2 separate regions of the Callithrix jacchus genome follow, and region 2 is linked to region 1. A link is a contact called in public Hi-C data. All regions are on one chromosome and are shown on one strand. The core of a region is the stretch at or near the end of the contact, and the rest is flanking DNA. Distances in the headings are between cores, read along the strand shown. Region 1 holds the start of RNF183 (ring finger protein 183). Region 2 has its middle 190 kb from the start of RGS3.

Region 1 (3,480 bases), core at 737-3,236:
AGTGACACAATCTCAGCTTACTGCAACCTCCGCCTTTTTCTTTTTTTTGAAAGGGAATCTCACACTGTCACCAGGGCTGGAGTGCAATGGTGTGATCTCGGCTCACTGCAATCTCCACCTCCTGGTTTCAAGCAATTCTCCTGCCTCAGCCTCCCAAGTAGCTGGGATTACAGGAGGCTGCCACCATGCCCAGTTAATTTTTGTATTTTTAGTAGAGACAGAGTTTCACCATGTTGGCCAGGCTGGTATCCAACTTCTGACCTCAGGTAATCCACCCACCTCAGCCTCCCAAAGTGCTCAGATTACAGGTGTGAGCCACCACGCCCGGCCAAAAACCAAAGAAGGTCTTTATGTACTAATACAGAACGATATCTCAAATACATCATCAAATGAAGAAAAGAAAAATGCAGAAGAGTGTATATAACACACATATTTGTGTAAAAAGGAGGAAAAGGAATACATAGATGTTTTGCCATGGAAATGCTGTTTGTGTATGCATAAAACATCTTTGGAAAGATACACAACAAACTGATGGTATAATACTTAGATTTCCAGGGAAACCAGGTGGCTGGGAAGAGAAAGTTTTCACTATGAAATCAAACCATTCACGTGCTCAACCATGTAAATATATAACCTATTTAAAAATCAAATTTGGACATGGTGACTCAAGTGTAATCCTAGCACTTTTGGTAGGTGGATTGCTGGAGCCCAGGAGTTTTGAGACCAGCCTAGGCAATGTGGAGAAACCCCATCTCTACAAGAAATACAAAAATTAGCCAGCCACAGTGGCATGCACCTGTAGTCTCAGGTACTCAGGAGGCAGAGGTGGGAGAATTGCTTAAGCCCAGGAGGTTGAGGCTGCAGTGAGCTGTGATCATGCCACTGCATTCCAGCCTGGATGACAGAGTGAGACTGTCTCAAAATAAATAAATACATAAAAATTAATGTAAAAAAACACAAAATGAGGAAACTGGGGCTTTTGATTACATCACCAAGCAGATACGTTTATTTACTTATTTCTTTCTCAAGCACTACTGAATATGTCAGTAAAGAAATAAGGGACCAGACATGGTGGCTCACGCCTGTAATCCCAGCACTTCTGGGAGGTCAAGGTGGGCAGATCACCTAAGGTCAGGAGTTCGAGACCATTCTGGCCAACATGGTGAAACCCCGTCTCTACTAAAAATATAAAAATTAGCCGAGCATGGTGTTGGGTGCCTGTAGTCCCAGCTACTCCAGAGGCTGAGGCAGGAGAATCGCTAGAACTCTGGAGGTGGAGGTTGCAGTGTATCAGTATCACTCCACTGTATTCCAGCCTTGGTAACAGAGCAAGACCATGTCAAAGAAAGAGAGATAGAGAGAGAAGAGAGGAGAAGAGAAGAGAGAAAAGAAGAGGACCATAGGTACAAACAGAATTTGAGTGGGAACAAAAGATGGGCCATGTGAACAGACTGGTCATATAACAATAATTGTTCTGGTTAACATTTACTGTATTACTGTGTGCCAGGCACTGTGTTATTATATGACCCCGATCACCTTGTTAATCTGCAGATTGAGTAGGTAGGTGATTATGGCCGTTTTCAGGTGAGGAAACTGAGGCTGGCAGAAGTTAACTGATTTTCTCAAGTCTCCATCGCTAGTTAAGTGGAGTTTGGACTCTCAGTGAGTACTGAATTCTGACCTAGAAGTATGCCTGGCTTGAGAACACTGGCTCTTCGGGTAGATGCTCAACTGCCTCTCTCCGACTATTTTTTCTGCTGTATTAATGGCCACTGTTGTTAGAGCCGTTTGTATTTTGGTTGCAGGGGCTCAGCAGGAAGAAGGATCCATCTGGGCAGAAGCCAGGAGTTGAGGCGGGTCAGCCACAGAGGGCAAGTGGAACCGGAGGGGATGGCAGGAGATCAACCCATCCAGAACAGAGGCCTGCAAGGATGAGTGCACTTCAACCCCCTCGGAGCAAAAGCCAGAGTGACTCACAGGAGGAAGACAAAGCAAGCAAAGCCTCCAGGGTGTGCAGGGAGTCCAAAGTCACCAGAAGGAAGAAGAAAACCTGAAACAGCCAGAGCTGGCCAAGCCTGCTAGGACCTATGCAAATGAGACCCACCCATGCTGCCTGGAAATCGGGCCTGGGAATTCAGAAAACAAAGCTCATGTGTGCAGGGCTGCAGGGACGGGTGGAGGAGGCTTCGGCTCTGAGGGAGCAGGTAAGGAGCCAGAGAGGGTCGCAGAGGGACGGGTCACCCAGGCCCCAGAGTCCTGAGAGAAAGAAGTGCGCAGCAGGTAAACTCTGGCCTGGGACGGAGGGCTCCTGGGTTCATCTTTCATCTCAGCTGCTCTTTAGCTGGGAAGCCTTTGGCAAGTCGCCTCACCCTTCTGAGCCTTGACTTCCCCATCTAGAAAATGGATCTAAAAATAATCATGCTAGGTCTGTATTGAGCACCTTCTGTATTCTACTGGGCACCTTATAGACTCTTCCTTCCACAGAGCAACTCTGGAGGAGTGGGATTATTAGCCTTTTTTACAGAGGAAAATGAAGTTCAGAGAGGTTAAGCCATTTGTCCAAGACAAATCGTTCCAAATCTGGTTCCAAAGCCGGCATGCTTTTGACTCCCCACTCAGCCTCTCTCACAGGGTGGTTTTAGAGTATCAAACGGCCTTCTGCAAACACAACAAAAAAAATCCTAAAAGGCAAGTAACCTATCAAATGGATCATCATGCTTAGATTTTAGCAAGGGCTAAACTATGAAGTGCTATGAAAATGCCAGTTCTTGGCTGAAAACATTGGAGTGACGCTAGGGACAATTGATATTTGGTGATGACTTGTTCTTAGACCAGGGAGATGACTTTGGGGCAGTGTTTAGGATTTACTGTAGCTGAGATGTCCTGACGTGGGGTGGGGTTGGTGCATGGCCAGAGCCTCTCCCCAGCTGATCCTGAAACAACAGATGATCCCTGGGGGAGCAGCACAGATAAAGGCCCAGGGAATAATGATCCTTCCTCCTCTTGGACAGCCCTTTACAGCTCTGGCTGTGGAACTTCAGAGAATGTAGATCTGATGTGGGGGGAAACAGGAGATCTTTACTTGTAGTAATACAAGCTTACCGGAGTAAAGCTAGAATTTTCAGGTAAAATTAAAAATAAAAAACCAACGTTTAATCTTGCCCCAGAGGTAACCACTGCTAATATTTAGTTGTTTATGTTTCCAGACATGTTTTCCTATGGTGCACACGGTTTTGAAAATTGGATTATATTGTAATATGGTTTTGTTGCTGGTTCTTTTTGCCTGATGACATTATATCCGAGGCATATATCCATATTAATAGTTTTATCACATCATTTTAAAGGGTGCATAATGTCGCTTTCTATGGATGGAGCAGAATCTACCTAATCAATGTCCTATTACTGGATGATGAAGTAGTTCTCTGTAGGTCACTGTTAAATCAGGGCCTCGATGGGATTCTCTGTAATCACGTCTTTGCA
Region 2 (3,565 bases), core at 10-2,509, 340 kb before region 1:
CTCTCTGTGCTCCCCATGTGCAAAACGGGGATAATAGTAGGGCTGCTGTAGCATCTATGTGAAAAGCACTGAGCTCAGCAGCACGTGGCAGAGCTAGGGCTTACAGAGTTATTAGTAACGATTGCTACTACCAGTTTCAAATCTAACTGCATCTCTGTGATCTTGGACAAGTCAGTTAACATCTGGACCACCAAAGCCCAGCCCCCATCCCCCGGGCATTTTGAGTGTTCTTGTGCGCGCTCGCGCGTGCATGCGCACACACACACACGCAAAATGGATTGTTTTGTTTTTGTTTTTTTGAGACAGAGTCTTGCTCTGTCACCCAGGCTGAAGTATAGTGGCGCCATCTTGGCTCACTGCAACCTCCACCTCCTGGGTTCACATGATTCTCATAACTCATCCTCCCAAGTAGCTGGGATTACAGGCATGTGCCACCATACCTGGCTAATTTTTGTACTTTTAGTAGAGACGGAGTTTCGCCATGTTGGCCAGGCTGGTCTTGAACTCTTGACCTCAAGCGATCCGCCCACCTCAGCCTCCCAAAGTGCTGGGATTACAGGCATGAGGCACCACACCCGGTTCATAAAAAATGTTTGTTCACTTGTTTACTGTCTTCCTTCCCTATTGCAGACCTGAACATAAGCTCCATGGGGCAGAACATTGGTGCTGTTCACCAGGGAAGCACCAGCTCCCAACAAAGTGTCTGGCAAATAATAGGTGCTCAATTATTACTTGACAAACAAATGAACAAACGTGGACTTTCGGTATTTGTTAAACAGGGGATGATCATTCCTGTCTCACAAGGCTACTGCTGGAAATGAGCGAGACCACAACACATGGAAGCCCCCCAATTTCCTCCACCTAGTGGAAGCATCTCGGGACTGCTATTTTGGAAGTGGACGCAAGGAGGCAGCAAAGGGCCAAGTCACTCAGGACACCCTTAATCCTTGCCAAGGCGTTTCCAATCCTCCAGCAAGTAGGCAGGGGAAGCAAAAAGAGAAGAGGGGGCCCTCTTGCAGCTCTTGCCAGGTGCCAGGGAGCTGTAGGCTCTCGCGGAGCAGATTGATGTACCTCACTCATTCCTTCACCAAGCCTTCATTGGGTCACAGAGAAGGAGACACAGATTCACTCTCTTGCGGAGCTCTGAGCCTAGCAGGGAGAGTCTCTGGACACACAGTTAAAGGAAGGTGTCTGCGCTAAAGGCATTTCCTGAACACAATGACCCTGTGTTTTAGGCTGAGATGTGGTGGCTGAGCCAGAGTTAACCAGGTGAAGAGGAAGGGAGATGGTGAGAGCTTCAGGCAGAGGGAGCAGACTGTGCAAGGACCCCAAGGCAGGAAAAGACAAATCCATTTCATTTTTGGCCTAGGGACAAAAAGGGACTCACCAAAATCACACAGTGAGAAGCAGAGCCCAGCTTTCTGGCTCCCTGTCCAGGCTCCAACCCTCATCCTTAGTCTCCCTTCCAACAAGCTTCATCTCTGCTGTAGCAGCAGCTGGGCCGGAGGCAGAGGAATTTTGGCCCTGACACAGCCTGACCCAACTTCCCCAGAATATGAGCTCATAAGAGATTTTAATTTTGATGTCTAGACTAAGACAATGACCAAATGTCCTGTAGTGAGTGAGGCTGATAAGAGCTTGTATTTGGGGAAACGAGACAGCCCTCTCTGTTATCAGGCTTCAGTGGCCCCTGGCCAGGACAAAGGGGCTGCAGAGGCTGGCAGAGCTGAGCATGGAGGTTTCTAACAGAGTGAAGGCATTGGCTGGGACTCAGAGATACTTGGAAAGTTGCAGTTAAGACTGACCCTCATCTAGGTGAGCATTCCAGGGAGCCTTAGCTTGGGACAGGGTAACTGTTTTATCAGTGGGAATAGATAAGGTTACAGTGGAAACAAAACAACTGCTAGATCTAAGAGGCTTCAAATCATAAAGGTGTATTTCTCACTCATGCAGAGTCAACTCCCATGCTGGCCAGGCATCGCCCCTGGGTATCAATTAGGAGGCGAGCAAGAGAGAAACTGGAGCATCTGCAATTGAATGCTTCCACCCAGCGGCCACAGCCAGGTGTGTCCATCCCAAGGTCAAGGTAGTGGCTTGGTGCTGTCATCTGTGTGCTGGAGGGCGAAGAGGCCCAGGAACACAGAGCAAGCAGCACTGGCGTCCATCTCCCCACTGAGGCACAGAGATACCTGGGGAGCCACACTGGGGGCCAAGTCTCATGTAGTCAGGTGTCCCGAAAAGACGAGGCCTGAGGCTGGGTAACCTACCTTGGACAGTTGTGTCATTCATGAGCAATTACTCTCTGCCCTGTGCTCCGGGGTTGTTAGGAAACATTTAATCGTCGTCCCAACGACACTGTTACATAGGTACTGATGTTCTCCTCCATTTTACAGATGTGAAAATTGAGGCATAGAAAGGTTCGATAATCTGGCTGAGTCTACCCAGCATGTAAATGCCAGAGTGAGACATCACACCAGGCGTCCCACCTGTGAACCTGTGTCCCTAGTCACCAAACCGGTGTTGAGAAAAACTGGGATACTCCACAGAAAAAGGCCTGGGGGCCAAGTTAGGGGTGCCGGGGTGGGGGTAGGATGCAGAGAGCTGCTGGCACAAGTACTTGCAGCTTTGCAGAGAGCAAGAGAGAGAGAAAAGAGGGATATTATGAGGAACAGCTTCTGTGGTTAAGTGAAGCTTTGAGTGGAGGTTGGGGTAAGAGGATTGTTAGGACATTTTTCTGCCACAGGATACAAGTCCTGCCTTTGTAGCGTAGATTTCAGCAAAGATTTATGGCTTTTATCTTTTTCTTTTACAATCATTTGCTTTTTCTTTCTGAGACAGAGTCTTGCTCTGTCACCCAGGCTGGAGTGCAATGGTGCAATCTCGACTCACTGCAACCTTTGCCTCCAAGGTTCAAGCAGTTCTCCTGCCTCACCTCCTGAATAGCTGGGATTACAGCCATGCACCACCATGCCCAGCTCATTTTTTTTTTCCTTTTTATGTAGTTTTGCATTTTTAGTACAGATGGAGTTTCTCCATGTTGGCCAGGCTGGTCTCAAACTCCTGACCTCATGATCCACCAATCTCGGCCTCCCAAAGTGCTGGGATTACAGGCGTGAGCCACCACGCCCAGGCTATTTGCTTTTTTTTTTTTTCTAATTTGGAAGTTTTTTAACACATAGAATAGTTGAAAGATACCCCTCTCTGAGATCCACCATTAACATCTCATCCCTTCAATCGAGCTCTATTTCTCTTCTTCCTCCCCTTGGTTTGCCAAGCCATCCAGTATTAAGCTGCAGACATCACGATACTTCACCCCCAAATACGTCTACACCTTTCAGGACCAAGGTCGTTCTCCTATGCAATCTCACACCAGTGCCACCCCAGGGATAATCAGCATTGGGCAACATCACCCAACACAAAGTCCACGCTCGCATTCCACCAGCTGCTCCAAAACATGCTGTTGATTTTTCCAATCCGGGATCCCGTCAAGTGTCACGTGTGGTGTTTGGCAGTTGGCTGGTATGTAACCCCACTCTGCCCCTCATGACACTAAATCTTTTCAACA

The links. A called contact is a pair of places that touch in the nucleus more often than the background predicts.
Region 2: a Hi-C map of induced pluripotent stem cells shows a contact between it and region 1, with 6 times the contacts expected there. The contact joins the enhancer-like site here to the promoter of RNF183 in region 1. A contact is called at or near these places in 2 of 3 Hi-C or Micro-C datasets (induced pluripotent stem cells and skeletal muscle).

Annotation. Positions count from the first base shown.
Region 1 is chr1:161,616,570-161,620,049 of calJac240_pri, reverse strand. RNF183 (ring finger protein 183) reads left to right here and starts at 1,986. Exons shown (of 3, transcript XM_009001561.6): 1 at 1,986-2,204.
Region 2 is chr1:161,955,850-161,959,414 of calJac240_pri, reverse strand. No RefSeq gene overlaps it. Among named protein-coding and RNA genes, the nearest start is that of RGS3, 190 kb to the right of the region's middle. Within about 2 kb of position 1,259, at least 5 of the 16 cell types and tissues checked have an H3K27ac peak or open chromatin away from gene starts, as enhancers often do.